Linked DNA regions of Sus scrofa: region 1 is linked to region 2. The links are chromatin contacts, called in public HiChIP or PLAC-seq maps. All regions are on one chromosome and are shown on one strand. The core of a region is the stretch at or near the end of the contact, and the rest is flanking DNA. Distances in the headings are between cores, read along the strand shown. Region 1 overlaps BIN1 (bridging integrator 1). Region 2 has its middle 32 kb from the start of BIN1.

Region 1 (7,369 bases), core at 1,482-3,981, 64 kb before region 2:
CCTGGCTCCTGTACCTGCAGAAGCCACCTCACAAGGCTGGCCCTAACTCCCCAGTTGGACACCGTGGCCAAGATGATGAGGATGGCACAGCAGCTCGGAGCTGCGTGCCAAGATCTGCTCACACATCCCAGTGATACTGCAAAGGACAGCATCATTTTAAAGTTCCTAGAAGTCAGGGCCTATGTCTTTTATTCCCTCTGAGTCACATTTCTCCTATTCTGGCTCTTTCAGAAACACCTGGGGGAGCAGAAGTGGAGGGAGGCAGGTTAGGGGGACTGCAGCTCCCATGGAGAGCAGATCGGAAGCGGCCTGGGGGGACACCTGGGGCCGGCCGACTCGGGAACCCATAGCCCCAGGAGGCGGCACAGTCTCCCCAAAGTCACGTTGGCCAGCAGGGCAGCCCCAGGACCCCAAGTGCCCAGCTTCCTGCCAGCCAGCTTCCTGAAGACTGCCTAACCTGCAGAAGGAGGACAGGCTCAATAAAAACCAGTTCCAGGTGGGAAGGTCAGTCTGGCTGAGTGTGGGACATTTATCGTCCAATATCCAGCCAGCAGACCCTATGCCTTGGCCTCCCCTTCAACCCCAGGAGGGGCTGTGGGGCCCTCCCAGCGGGATTCCCCAGACACACCCATTCCAGGAGCCCAAAGCAGCCACAGCCACCACCCCAGGCCCCACAGTCTCCCAGGGGCTTCTCCCACCAGAAAAAATGTTCATCTGGCCTCTTGCCAAACCCGCTTGAGGAAAAACTATGCAGAAATCCTGGCTCTGGGTCAGGGGCCCATTCCCCCTCCAGCCAGAAGTCCTGAGCTCCACAAGCAGGACAGGCCTTCCTCCTGAAGCAGAAGAGGACACAGCCGGTCTAAGACTCCCCAGGCCACCTTCCTGACCTTGGACAGGTGAGGCTGGTCATGGCTCAGGGCCTCCAACATCAGTCCACAGCTTTGGCCTAAAAGCAAGCAGGCAGGAGTTCTCTTCGTGGCTCAGTGGTTAACAAACCCAACTAGGATCCACGAGGACATGGGTTCAATCCCTGGCCTTGCTCAGTGGGTTAAGGATCTGGCACTGCTGTGAGCTATGATGTAGGTCAAAGACGCGGCTCAGATCTGGTGTTGCTGTGGCTGTGACGTAGGCCAGTGGCTAGAGCTCCAATTCAGCCCACAGCGGGGAACCTCCATATGCCATGGGTGCAGCCCTAAAAAAAAAAATAGAAAAAAAAAAAAAAAAAAAAAAAAAAAACAGCCAGGCAGCAGGTCAGGTAAGAAATTGGGCCACGAACCCAGAGCTCCATATCATAGTCATAAAATACCAGTGGGCGAGAATCAGAAGGTGGCCCAGAAAAAATGGCACAGCTGCCCAGAGAGAAACCAGCCTGCTGAGGAAGGCCTCCGTGCCTGCCCCCAACCCAGGACCAGGATGGGGTGCTACAGTCATGTGCTTTCGCTGGATTGAGAGCCACAAGGCCACTCTTCCCAAGGCACTGCATCTCAGTCCCTGGCCACACTGTGCTCACCCAGGATGCATCCATCCCCAGAGCTGGGGGCTGAGAAGAGCAAAGTATTGGCAGGGTGGTAGCATCACTCAGGAGCCTGTGCAAGGAGCCTCCTCCAGGAAGCCCACTGTGATGTGGACTGTTTGCCCTCCGTGAAACTCCCAAGAACCAGTCCTCCAGGCCCCAGGACTCAGCATCCCAGCCAGACTGAAGCCTTCCCAGTGTCCCTACCAGGGACACCATGGGACCTAGAGGGCCTAGGGTCACCTCAGGTCTGGCCAGGGTGGCAGGACTTCCATGTGAAGCCCTGGGCAGAGAGCTAGGATAACGAGTGGGGGCTTGAGTCAGGGAGCTCAGCTCATCCAGGAAGCACCCCTGGGACCTTGGGCAGGAGACCTGGCCTCTCTGGGCAGTTGTGTCCTCAGGAAGCTCAGGATGACCTCACAGCTCCCGTGAGTCATGAAGGACACCACTGCCCTCACTGCAGGAGCCCTCACTGAGGACAGAAGCTCCGAGGCTCCTGTACTACAGAGCCCTACACACTGCACAGGCCCGCCAGCAACAACCCCTCGCATCCCCACCACCTCTACTGACCCGCACCTCTCTTCACAGGAGCTGTCCCCACGGGGACTTCTGTAAACAGCCCTGCCTCCCAATTCAGAAAGGGGACGAGTCCTCCCCCACCCGGGTGGTCAGGTAGATGGGTGCCTGGCACCAAGGACAGGACAGCAGACCAGAAGGCGCCAGCACATGCAAGGTTAGAAGCCAGTGTCACCTGATTTCGGAGCAGGTTAGTTTGAGCTACCAGATGAGCCTGCAGTTTGCCTTGGCACCACTGGGGGGCGGCCTTCTCAAGCAGCGAGACAGGCTGGGGGAGGGGCGGGGGTTAAGGCCAAGGAGAGTAGAGAAACAGGAGGGAGATGGGAAGAGAGAAACAGACAGAGACATTAAACACCACGCCCACACGTCTCCAGTGCAGTGACAGCTGCCACGCAGGTCCCCCCAGCAGATAAAGGCTCCCCCCAGGCTGCAAGAATTAGGGGGCGCTCCCAACAGATAAAGGCCCCCAGGCTGTGAGAATTAGGGGGCCCTCAGCAGGGCTGGAAAGGGGTGAACTCCAAACTGCAAAGCAAAGTGTAAGAATTGTTAGCAGAGGGGCTCAGCAAACTGGGTCCTGCCCCTCCAGTTAGGGGCCCGCCCTCAGATCCCACCCCTGCCACCCACGCTTGTTCCAGCTGAGATGGGCCACATCAGATCCCATGACAGAATTCCACTCAGTGCACGCCAGCTGTAGGAGGGGGGTAGCCGGGCTGGTGAAACCCAAGCCAGGCCTGTTCTCATTCTGGACAGCAGCCTGAGAACAGGCAGAGGGACTTGGAGGGACCTGGGGCCAGGCGGCACCACAGGACGGGCTGGGCTGGGGCCCCAGGGCCCAGCACCACCCCCTACCCAGCTCTAGGACCAGGAACTAGTCACCAGCTGTAAGCCCTTCCATGAAGGGGGTTGAGCATCCTGCCAGCCGGCCAGGGTACACAGTGCAGGGGGAAGGCCCTGGGGCTTGGGCACCCTCAGCCCCTGCTGCTGGGATGCCCTGAAGCCCCCCAAACCCCACCCCCAGTATCCCCAGCCTTACCTTAGCTATTTTGGCTTCATCCTTCTTTTTGGCAGTCTGGAGGGACTCATAATGGTGCCGGGCACTGTCATAGTCCACCAGCTTCCGCCCACGCTTGGCAATGCGTGACTAGGGACAGAGAAGGAAGGGGCTGAACAGGGCCTGGACCCCAACCCTCACCCCATGTTGAGCTGCTGCCCTAGGGAAAATGGGTGGTGGGCGTGGGGATCTGGATGAACCAGGGGTTCAGGGCCGCAGACCCCAGGCTGCACCAGGCACTCTGACACATGCCTGAGGCACCATCACTGTCACCTGCAGGGCAGCCCATGCCCTCTGCTGCCCTTTCTTATACGCAGACCCTTGTGACAGTACCCAGTTTTGTCAGGTCCTGCCAGCCATGCCAGTGAGCCTCCTCCCAGACCTTCAGCTGCTGAAAGACCCTCATGGGCCTCAGGCCTGAATCCCCCTGAGCCACTGCCACCAGCCTCCGTCTACTCCCCACAGGGCACCTTCAGGAGCCTGAGGCGTCTGACCTGGTGGCCAAGGGGGCCAGCATGGGCCATGCCCCTAGAGGGTTGGGTCAGCACTATGGCCACCACTTGAGCCCCAGACAACCCTGCTTGCATTGCCCAAGGCACCTGGGGTCCCACCGGCCTCAGGGAGGTTCTGGCACACTGGTACCTCCTGCCTCACCTGGGCCAGCAAAGGCAGTCAGCTTTTGAGCAGTGCAATCACACGAATACACAGGTAAGAGGCGGCGCCACTGGGTGCACCATCCCTTCTAAGCACACACACCCAGGCCTCCTACCCCCCTAATTCTGCTTAGACAACCCTACAGTCGCTTTCTGAGACACAGCCCTATGAGGTCTCTCTCCACAGCCAGAGACCTAAAGTTACAGGGCTTCTGGCTCAGTGGCCTGGGTGAGGGGGCAAGAGGGCAGCCTCAGGGGGAGCATCCCTAGAGGGACGAAATGCCCAGCAAGGGGGATGCCCGCTTTCAGCCCCCCACCCCACCCCCAGGCCTCTCTCGCTCTCCAGCCTGGAGCAGGGCAGATCCACAGAGCGCCTCTCACCTTGATGTCCGGGAACTGGCCCAGGTACGTGTCCATGGTCAGCAGCGCCTGGTCCACCAGCTTTTGGTGGTAATCCATCCAGAGCAGGTCATTGTTCTACAGGGCAAGAGCAAGCAGGGGGTGGACACAGTGCCTGGCCCTGGGCCACCCCACCCTCATTCCCCAGGGACCAGGGTCAGCACTCCCGATCACTGCACCACTTGCAGCTCCTCAGAGTCTCCACTCCCTCGTCTACAAAATGCGGAGTGGGACTCCTGCCTGAGCACAAAGTGACTGTGGGGCTGATAAGCCCAGGCTGGTGGGGCTGGGAGGGAGGCTTCCAGAGTCAGGAGACATGAGGTAGAGGCAGAGATGCCTTGGGATATCATGGGAAACCCGCCTCTGCCTGCAGCCATATCAGAGGAGAAAAGGACCCCCAGAGGGGGAGGGGGTCTGCCCTGAGAACTAGAAGAGCTGGTTCCAGAAGGCCCGGCAGGTGAGAGGCTGCCCACGGAGGTCAGGAGGGCTCTCAGGGACCAGCCAAGACCCCGGCCATACTCACCTCTGCGATCTTGTTGGCTTCGTCCCTGCCCGGCCAGTCAGGCTCGTACACCTCCTGCAGACACTCATTCAGCTTCTTGGAGGCCTCATGCATGGCTGCGGGCAGAAGAGCCAGCTGCAGCCAGGGGGCAGCCCCACCCCCACCCCCAAACAGCCCCTGCCTCCTCCAAACACTGCTCCTTACCCATCTCCCACTCCTCGCCCATCAGCTGCCCTGGGGAAGGCACCCCTCTGCCTCCCAGGGAACCCACCCACCCAGGCCAGGTCGACCCTCACCTTTGACTGAGGCCAGGTAGGTTCGGAGATCCTTCTGCAGCCGGGTGCCCTCACTCTACGCAGACAAAGACAAGAGGGTGAGGGCCAGGGGCACAGCCCACATCGGCCCTCGGCCTCCTACACCCCTGTGGACCACCCCACCCATCAGCCATCCGAATTAAGTCGCAGCTGAGCTCCTGGACAGCAGATGTGCAAACACCCAGGCTATGCAACCCCTCGGGAGCCCTGTGCCCAAAGGGACATTCATCCCACGTCTGTCATCATCTTCCCTCCCAGGCACTCTTCTCAACCCACATGGCAGGCAGAGACCCCCCACACCCTGGACAAGACACACACATGACCTGCATGTATGATATGGCCCACACTGCAGGCCTGCCCTCAGGCACCTGTGATCCAGGCAGCCCAGGAGCACTAGGAGCAGGAGGAGGACCAGGGCCCAAGGGACCAGGGAGCACCTTGCTCTGAAGGCTCAGGCAGTGCCTGAGGCCAGTGGGCACCCCTGCATCCCACACGGAAGGAGGCCCTGTGGACAAAGGCCAGCCCGCGGAGAGAGGAGAGGTCTGGAAGGGGCGCAGAGAAGAGAGGGGTCACGTCCAGGCCTTTTGGGACACTGGCCCAGTTGAGAGGGAAGATGAAGGAGGCAAGGCTGAAGGGGGAGTGGGCCAGGGAGCGGAGCCCCCAAGCCGGGAGAGCAGCCCCCAGGGTTCCCAAGAGCAGGATGCACAGTGAAGCCTCAGCGCCCTCTGGCCATCAGTTCCATAGGGGGCAGGGCAGTGCCACGGAGGACAATGATGGGGGTGGAAGGGCACAGGAGAAGGTGCCCCGGAGCGTGTGAACCTGAGGCTGACCTCCCAGGCTCTCCCTGCCGCAGGCCAGCCCCTGTCTCAGTGACCCCCCTTGTTTTCAAGCCCTTCTCCCTGGCAGAGGGCTAGACCACAGCAGCTAGCCACAGTCCTGGGAGACCGGCACCCTTGCAGAGCTCCAGCTGGGCCAGCCTGGAACTTCTGCAGGTCAGTGATCCAGCCAAGGGCAGGCAGGATGCAGCCACCCTGCACAGGCTCACCCCCAGAACCCCCAAAGCCCTCCTGTGTACCCATGAACAGGACGACCTCCTCATGGCCACCGCCTGCTCCTCCTGTTCTGGTGTCCTCAGAACTCTGGGCAGCAGCGGCAGACTGGGGCCAGCACTTTCCACACGCTGACACCTACTGACCCACCTGACTTGCCCAAGGCTACACAGCCAGCGAGACCCTCCAAGGCCTGGGCACTTGGCCACAGTTCGCTGAATGGGTCATAAGGGCAGAGAAGTCACACAGCTGCCTATTTGTTATGATGCTGCTTCCACAGGATGGTGGGTGCAGGGAGGGTTTCAGGTCACTGCATTAAAAAAGGGAATCTTGGAGTTCCCATGTAGCTCAGCAGGTAAAGGACCTGGGGTTGTCACTGTAGCAGCTCTGGTCAGCGGCTCAGGTTACTGCTGTGGTTCGGGTTTGATTCCTGGCCTGGAAACTTCCACATGAAAAAAAAAGAAAGGAAACCTCTCCAAATATTCCTTCAGACTCATAGAGCACAGGACCCTGGCCACACATAATCCCTTTTTTTTTTTTTTTTTTTTTTTTGGTCTTTTGTCTTTTTATGCCTCGCGGCATATGGAGGTTCCCAGGCTAGGGGTCTAATCAAAGCTATAGCTGCCGGCCTACGCCAGAGCCACAGCAATGCCAGTTCCAAGCCACGTCTGTGACCTACGCCACAGCTCACAGCAACACCGGATCCTTAACCTCCTGAGCAAGGCCAGGGATCAAACCCGCAACCTCACGGTTCCTAGTGGGATTCGTTTCTGCTGAGCCACGACAGGAACTCCTGGCCACACATAATTCTTAAGAACACCCAGGTTTGAGGCGTGCTGATTAAAGATTAAAGGACAAAACCAAAGGCCACTCCATAAACATTCAAACCTCTCCAGAATTCCATCCAGAATGTGGAATGGAATCACAAGTGGACCCCGTGGACTCAGGAGCAAGGCAAAGTTCCACCCACTCTCATCACAGCCTCCCTCACCTTCACTATTAATGCTGGGCTGGTAGAGATGAGGATTAAAGTGTGTCTGCGAGGTGATGCTACTGGATTCTTCCAATGTCACAGAAACTTTCAGGCCCACCTTCTCTTCCCACCAAGCCTCCATCATCTCGCCCCTCCCCACCAGCCCCATCTTGTCTACATTGCACCCCGAGGAAAGGGTCGCCACAGGGCGGGTTGCCACGCTGGCCTGGGCTTCAGGCCGTACCAGGGCCCCTTGTGCTTTCCAAACAAGGCCACGCTGTGAACAGGCAGGCTGGGCACAGATGCACAGGGCACCCGGAGCCCTGCCTCCCCTGTGCC
Region 2 (7,209 bases), core at 2,094-4,593:
CCTTAAATTCTCACTATAAGATAGGTATTATTATTATTCCTGTTATGCAGATGATTTAACTGAAACCAGGTCTTTGGTCCATATCCACAGTCCCCTGTGGCTCTTAGGTCTTACCCTCCTCCAAACAGGCTTTGACCGAAAAGGGCCATTTGTTTCCTGTCCCTTTGCCCTGGGTTCCCTGGGGCTCCCTGGTCTAATAGGACAAATCATTGGAGGCATCAGCACATCCTCTCCCCTGCAGCCCTCCCCTGGCCTATGATGCAGGCCCACATTTCCGAGGATTGGTTTTAGTGATCCCCTTTCCTCCAAGGACTTTGGAGAAACAGGCAGGTCCTGTAAATGTGTTCATCCTTCCATTTTCTCACTCATTCATGTATTCAATACAGAGCATCTAATCTGGCCAAACCCTGACTCAGGTTCTGGAGAACCAGGACGAACCAAACAAGGCACCATATTTCTGGCAGCAAATCGTTTTCCCCCAGAATTTTGAAGACATTATTCTCTTGCCTTCTTCATGTTATCAATGTGGCTGTCTGATGTTACTTAAGTCTGAAATTTTAAAAAAAAATTTCAAAATATGTCTATTACCTTTTGAAATAACTACTTCAGCTGTGTGGACCAAACTGCTTACTAAATGGAACTCTTGGGTGTTTCTTTTGGCCTAGGAGGGGCTGTGAAAAACTTTCTGAGACACCAAAAACACCAAGAAATGAGGAAGTTTGGAAAGCTCTGCTCTAAAATAAATTCCTATAATTGTGCTTGCTGCATCAAAAGGTAGTCAGATTTGGTTTTTCATACATAAATCCAGTTTGCCTTCCAGAATTTTTTCATTTATAATCCAATCAACAGTTTACGAGAGTGGGAATTCCCATCGTGGCTCAGCGGAAACAAACCCGACTCGTATCCATGAGGACACAGGTTTGATCCCTGGCCTTGCTCAGTGGGTTAAGGATCCCACGTTGCTGTGAGCTATGGTGTAGATCACAGATGTGGCTCGGATCCCACGTTGCTGTGGCTGTGATGTAGGCCAGTGGCTACAGCTCCGATTTGACCCGTAGCCTAGTAACCTCCATATGCCACAATGCAGCCATGAAAAGATGAAAAAAAAAAAAATTATGAGAGTGAAAGGCAATTAAAATAACATTGATGTAAAAACTCTAAAAATCCACTCCCTCCAGGAGACTGCCTTGCACAAAGAATCTAAAGACTTTCCTGGGCTTTACATTTATTCCCAGATGTGCAGATCATATACTTTAATCTGTTTAATCTGTGGGATTTAGGAATTTGTTAAAAAAATATATTAGGAGTAAATGCACCAAGAAGCCAACAAGTATTTCTCTCTGGGGGAGGGATTTCCAGTAATTATTGCTTCTTTCTTTAGAACTTTCAGTATTATCTAAAACTTTTACAATAATTATAGTCAACCCTTTTAATCAGAAAAAAAAATCCTAAAAAAAAAAAAGAAAGAGCTCTGAATATCTTGGATTAAATTTGCACCTAAATTCCATAAATAAGAACTAAGAACATGGTACTAAAATATCAGCCTCCTGTCATCTGCTTTTTGAGAAATGAAACCCCTGGTCATAAAAATAGCCGTTGCTTGCAGTTAAAAGGGAGAGAATTTTAAAAGAAAAAGAAAAGGAAAAGCAGAAGGAAAACTGTCTGCTGGCAAGTCTAAAGTCAGACAAATGTCTAAGGGGCCGAAAGATAGACCCAGTCCAGGGTTTCATTCCCAAAACGTCTGTGGATCCAGGAGGGGCTGTTGACTCTAAACAAGGTGCTGATTTTAGATGCGGCCACAGATTAATTTTAGAAGGCCTGACATTCTGAGTCATCCTGAGGTGGCCTGATTGGAACTGATCAGAGGAGCCCATTTCAAGCTGGCCATCTTCTCAAGTGTCCCACACCCTGGAGCTCTGATACCTCCTGGGACGGGAGGCCTAGTTCCCATCAGCAGGGCCACCTCACCACCAGGGAGGATGTGGATCAGCAGCAGGAAGTGGCCATGTCCGCCACACAAGGTCTGGGCTGCTCTCTTTCCATGGGCAACTGCAAGCCAGCTAGTGTAACCACAGCCGGAAAATGACTCCCGCCCTTCCCAGGACACCAGCAGCTATACAGCACCTACTGTATACAAACATGATCCCCAAAGCTAATAGGGAGCTTATTAAAAAACTAGATGCCAGGAGTTCCCTTCGTGGCTTAGCAATAACAAACCCAACTAGTATCCATGAGGACGCAGGTTCAATCCCTGGCCTTGCTCAATGGGTTAAGGATCCAGTGTTGCCATGAGCTGTGGTATAGTTCACAGAGCAGCTCGGATCCCAAGTTGCTGTGGCTGTGGCATAGGCCACTCCGATTCAGCTTCTAGCTTGGGAACGTCTGTATGCTATGGCTGTGGCCCTAAAAAGGCAAAAAAAAAAAAAAAAAAAAAAAAAAAAAAAGATAAATAAATAAAAATAAAATTAAAATCTAGATGCCAGACCAGCCCCAGGTTTGCAGATTCAGAACCTCTAGGAAGGGGCCATCCAGGCCTGGGAACCACTGCTGTGGGGGCCCAGAAGTGAGTTCATACCCACCCAGGCCCTCAGGACACTCCCAGGAACCGTCAGGTTGTCTGCTCCCAGCTAGGCTGTCACATGTCCCACTCCTGGCTAGGGAGCTGAGAGCAGGAGCAGGGTGCTCCCAGGAGCAGGGTGCTCCCAGTAGTTTGTGGAAAGGGGGTGGGCATTGAGCAGGCAAACTGTCCACCTCTGTCAGCTGTCCCCAAGTTTAGCATCCCGGGCGGCTCCAGCACCATCACATATGGGACATCGCTCCCATACCTCTAAAAAGGCACCTCTTCGGTCAAGGACTGACCCTCCCCCAGCAGCACTGAGCATCTGGTCCCATCCTCCCAGCACTACCCAAGTCTGAGCTGCTTTTCTGTCACTTACAATCAAAGAGTTATAACAAATACTCATGTTATACATCAGTTTATCCAAAAGCAAGATAAGTAGGAGCCCAAGGAAATGCTCTGGCCAAGTCCTTGCCCAAAGCCTACAGATATCACCTACCCATGATCTATTTGTCAGCCAAATCCAGGTCAGTCATTGGAGAAATTCCATCAGAGAAGTCTGGTAAATCAAGATATGCTTCCCAGAGGAGGCGAGTTTAGGGCCAGAGTTTGAAAGGAGAGGCCACAGTGTGCTCTCAAAGCAACCATGTGGGCTGACAAGCTCTTTATTCCAGAAAGGGCTGTAAATGCTCCTGGCTCCATGGCCAGCTCTTCAGAGGTACACATACTGTACTCTCGCTATTCTTAGCTGCCTGCCACAGCTCAGAAAGGGCTCCGGATCTCTGCACTGCACGTCCGTCCGGGGGAAAGATGAGCTGGGCCTCAGCTGTGCTGCCCGCTCGGCCTGTGGGCTTAGCAGACTGAACTTGACACCCGCTGCAGTAGGGATGAGAGTCAAGGGGCTCCAGGAGGCCTCTCCTGCCAGTGCCTGTGTGAAAAGCGCATCCCATAGGCAAGGCTTGCAGAGCCTCCAGCATGGATCTGATGCAGCCTGACAGCTTGGAGAGACCCCTGCCCCTGGCGGATCAACACGACCAGTTAATCTCATCACACCAAACTTAATCCTGTACTCTTTGCTCTTCTAGCCTGGGCTCCAGACCCACAAAGATTCTCAAATGTCTCTGCTGAAAGCTCTAGGAATTACAGGGTGACAGAGCACTCCATAAGGGAGGTGCCCCGGAGTGGCAGGTTTTCTCCTAAAACATTCATATGCATTTTTGACAGCTTCGTTAAGATATATATCCCATATAATTTACAGGGTAGTTTTTATTGATTGTGCAACCATCACCACCATCAATTTTAGAACATTGTCATCATTCCCGAAAGCAACCTCTCACCTTTCAATTTATTATCCCACCAGCTGTCCCATCCCATTAGCCCTGAATTATTTTCTGTCTCTATAGGTTTGACTATTCTAGACATTTCATACAAATGGAATCATACAATGCATTTCCTTTTGTGACTGACTTCTTTCACTGAGAATGTTTTCAAGGTTCATCCATGTTGTAGCATGAATCAGTACATTCGTATGCTGATGATATTCCATTGTATGAATATACCACTTTTGCTTTATCCATTCATCCATTGATGGATATTTGGGTTGTTTTGTTGCCAAAACTCAGCCTCTACCTACTGCTCCTTCATAGAAACACAGAGACAGGGTTTTGCAAAGGAGAAATGAGTAGCTTTCACTGCTGTGCCAGGCAAAGCAGTCCACAGCAGGCTAGCACCTTAAAGACTGTGCCATCCTTTGGGAGAGAATAGGAGGTGGTCTTATAGTTTGGGAGTGGTAAATAGGACCACAGATAAGGATCAGGGTAGATGCAAGCTTGCATTCTTCTTCAGAGGTGGTGTCAGGCAGTCCTGGGGCGAGTTCTGGTGGTCTCTATAGACTGTGACTTTCTTTCTCAATGAAGAATGCTTCATCAAGTGGTTAATATCTTCTGCTTGCTGGGTGTTTTAGTTCTGCAGAAAAGTCAAAGGTATTGTTATGTATATCCCCTGAGGGGGAACCAGGACCCCGCTCCAAGGCTACACTACTCTTTCTTGTCTCCCCCACCCCAGTCTCGGCATCCCCTCCCTTCCCTGATCAGCAACTGTTTGAACCTGCCCTTTGGCACCCAGGGAAGGTCATGGAGGCTGAATGAAGTTTATTTCCTATAGACAAGAAATGGGGGACACAGAAAGGCTTTTGTGCCCAGGAGCCCATACGCCCTGCTTGGTTTCAGTTTCTGCTTTGTAGCTATTATGAATAATGCTGCTCTGAACATTCTCATAAAAGTCTTATCTGGATGTGAAACCAAAACACCTCTGACCCAAATGCAGCCTAAACCCAGATTGGGACTTGAACCCACAGTTTTTAAATTAGAATTACTCAACTGGTGTCTGGACTTTATGAAGCTCGGGTTCTTTGTTTCTCAGTGCAGAAGGAATTCAGCAAGAGACAAAATGATAGGCAAGAAATAGACTTATTAAGATAGGATGTGGAGTTCCTGTCGTGGCGCAATGGAAACGAATCCAACTAGGAACCATGAGGTTGAGGGTTCAATCCCTGGCCTCGCTCATGGATCCAGCGTTGCCGTGAGTTGTGGTGTAGGTCACAGTTGTGGCTTAGATCTGGTGTTGCTATGGCTCTGGTGTAGGCCAGCAGCTGTAGGTCTGATTGGGGATTGGGTGGGCTACATTTTTATAATCCAAGGAAAGTGGTGAGGAGGAAAGACCACCTTCTTCCTTGTTGTTTGTCTAGTAGATGTCAGGCTTACATCACTAGCTCCTCCGTCGTATCAGGTAAGAGAGTATTTGACCCTATGAGGTCAAACTAGGACTGTCCTCCTGCTTATTCAGATCAGCAGAAGGGTGGTAACTTATGCTAAAATGTGCTGAATCATCTCAGGTTTCTGCATAATGAGGGTCTCCTATTTTGGAATCTCATCCTTCCTTTAAATTCCTGTCCTTAGTCCTGAGGATCATTATCTTGCTGAACTTGATAGCAAGCCTCATTTTATCTTTCACTCAATGACCTGAGGCCTATCTCATGCTTTTATTTATGGTTTTTATAATTAAACAAGCCTGCTTTGTTCCATGATGTTCTGATGGCTTTCTTGAGTGATTATTAACTTACAGTGGTCTCCCAAAGTCCCCTAGGTTTCCCTCTCTATCTATGGTCCTCTCCTGGGACTTCTTCAACTTCTTGTGTAACTATCCTACTCCTTCCCTATCAGATTTATGTTTTCCTTTCTCTTGGATATATGCCTAGGAATGAAATTTGCTGGGTAAAACAGTAATCCAGTTGACTCTCCCAGGAGTTATTATTATGAGCAGATTTAGCATCAAAGAATCCAGTAAGGTCCATGTAACAGGCATCATTTGTTTTTATGCCCAGTGCTGCTTCCATTCCTCCAAGGAAACATCTCTGAAGGGTCCACCCTTCCCCACCCCTCTCAGCCTCAGTGATTAATTCAGAGAGGAGGCAGCTGTCTTGCATGCCCACCAGCAGTGTGTAAGTATCCCAATTTCGCCACATCCTCACCACACTGGGTATTATCTGTCTTTTTCATTATAACCATCCTAGCAGATATGAAGTGGTATCTCTTGGTGGTTTTGATTTGCAGTTCTCTGATCACTAATGATGTGACTATCTTTTCATGTGCTATTTGTCTACTTGATTATCTTCTTTGGAGAAATATCTATTCAGTTTCTTTATCCATTTTTCACTGGGCCATTTGTCTTTTTATTACTGAGTTGAAAGTCTTTCTATAATTCTCAAAACAAGCCCCTTGTGAGATACATAACTTTCAAGTACGTTCCCTATTCTGTCTGTTAGGCTTTACTTTCAAAGTGCCCTTTAAAGTACAAAAGTGTTTTATTTATTTATTTATTTATTTATTTATTTATTGGTCATACCTATGACATTTTGTTGTTGTTGTTGTTTTGTTTTGAAAACCAGTTTTTTTTTTTTTTCCCACTGTACAGCAAGGGGGTCAGGTTATCCTTACATGTATACATTACAATTACATTTTTTCCCCCACCCTTTGTTCTGTTGCAACATGAGTATCTAGACATAGTTCTCAATGCTGTTCAGCAGGATCTCCTTGTAAATCTATTCTAAGTTGTGTCTGATAAACCCAAGCTCCCGATCCCTCCCACTCCCTCCCCCTCCCATCAGGCAGCCACAAGTCTCTTCTCCAAGTCCATGATTTTCTTTTCTGAGGAGATGTTCATTTGTGCTGGATATTAGATTCCAGTTATAAGTGATATCATATGGTATTTGTCTTTGTCTTTCTGGCTCATTTCACTCAGTATGAGAGTCTCTAGTTCCATCCATGTTGCTGCAAATGGCATTATGTCATTCTTTTTTATGGCTGAGTAGTATTCCATTGTGTATATATACCACTTCTTCCGAATCCAATCATCTGTCGATGGACATTTGGGTTGTTTCCATGTCCTGGCTATTGTGAATAGTGCTGCAATGAACATGCGGGTGCACGTGTCTCTTTTAAGTAGAGTTTTGTCTGGATAGATGCCCAAGAGTGGGATTGCAGGGTCATATGGAAGTTCTATGTATAGATTTCTAAGGTATCTCCAGACTGTTCTCCATAGTGGCTGTACCAGTTTACATTCCCACCAACACTGCAGGAGGGTTCCCTTTTCTC

The links. HiChIP or PLAC-seq counts read pairs in DNA pulled down with a chosen protein or histone mark.
Region 1: a contact with region 2 is called in an H3K27ac HiChIP or PLAC-seq map of skeletal muscle. The contact joins two enhancer-like sites. A contact is called at or near these places in 1 of 5 promoter capture datasets (liver), 24 of 47 Hi-C or Micro-C datasets (alveolar macrophages, blood, embryonic fibroblasts and 11 more) and 2 of 2 datasets of contacts at active chromatin or transcription factors (alveolar macrophages and skeletal muscle).

What each region holds. Positions count from the first base shown.
Region 1 is chr15:25,356,788-25,364,156 of Sscrofa11.1, reverse strand. BIN1 (bridging integrator 1) reads right to left here. Exons shown (of 14, transcript NM_001097440.1): 3 at 4,991-5,045; 4 at 4,716-4,810; 5 at 4,175-4,270; 6 at 3,123-3,230. Among named protein-coding and RNA genes, the nearest start is that of BIN1, 31 kb to the right of the region's middle. Within about 2 kb of position 2,731, at least 27 of the 83 cell types and tissues checked have an H3K27ac peak or open chromatin away from gene starts, as enhancers often do. A contact at or near this core is called in skeletal muscle, where this site is marked.
Region 2 is chr15:25,293,890-25,301,098 of Sscrofa11.1, reverse strand. No RefSeq gene overlaps it. Among named protein-coding and RNA genes, the nearest start is that of BIN1, 32 kb to the left of the region's middle. Within about 2 kb of position 3,343, at least 5 of the 83 cell types and tissues checked have an H3K27ac peak or open chromatin away from gene starts, as enhancers often do. A contact at or near this core is called in skeletal muscle, where this site is marked.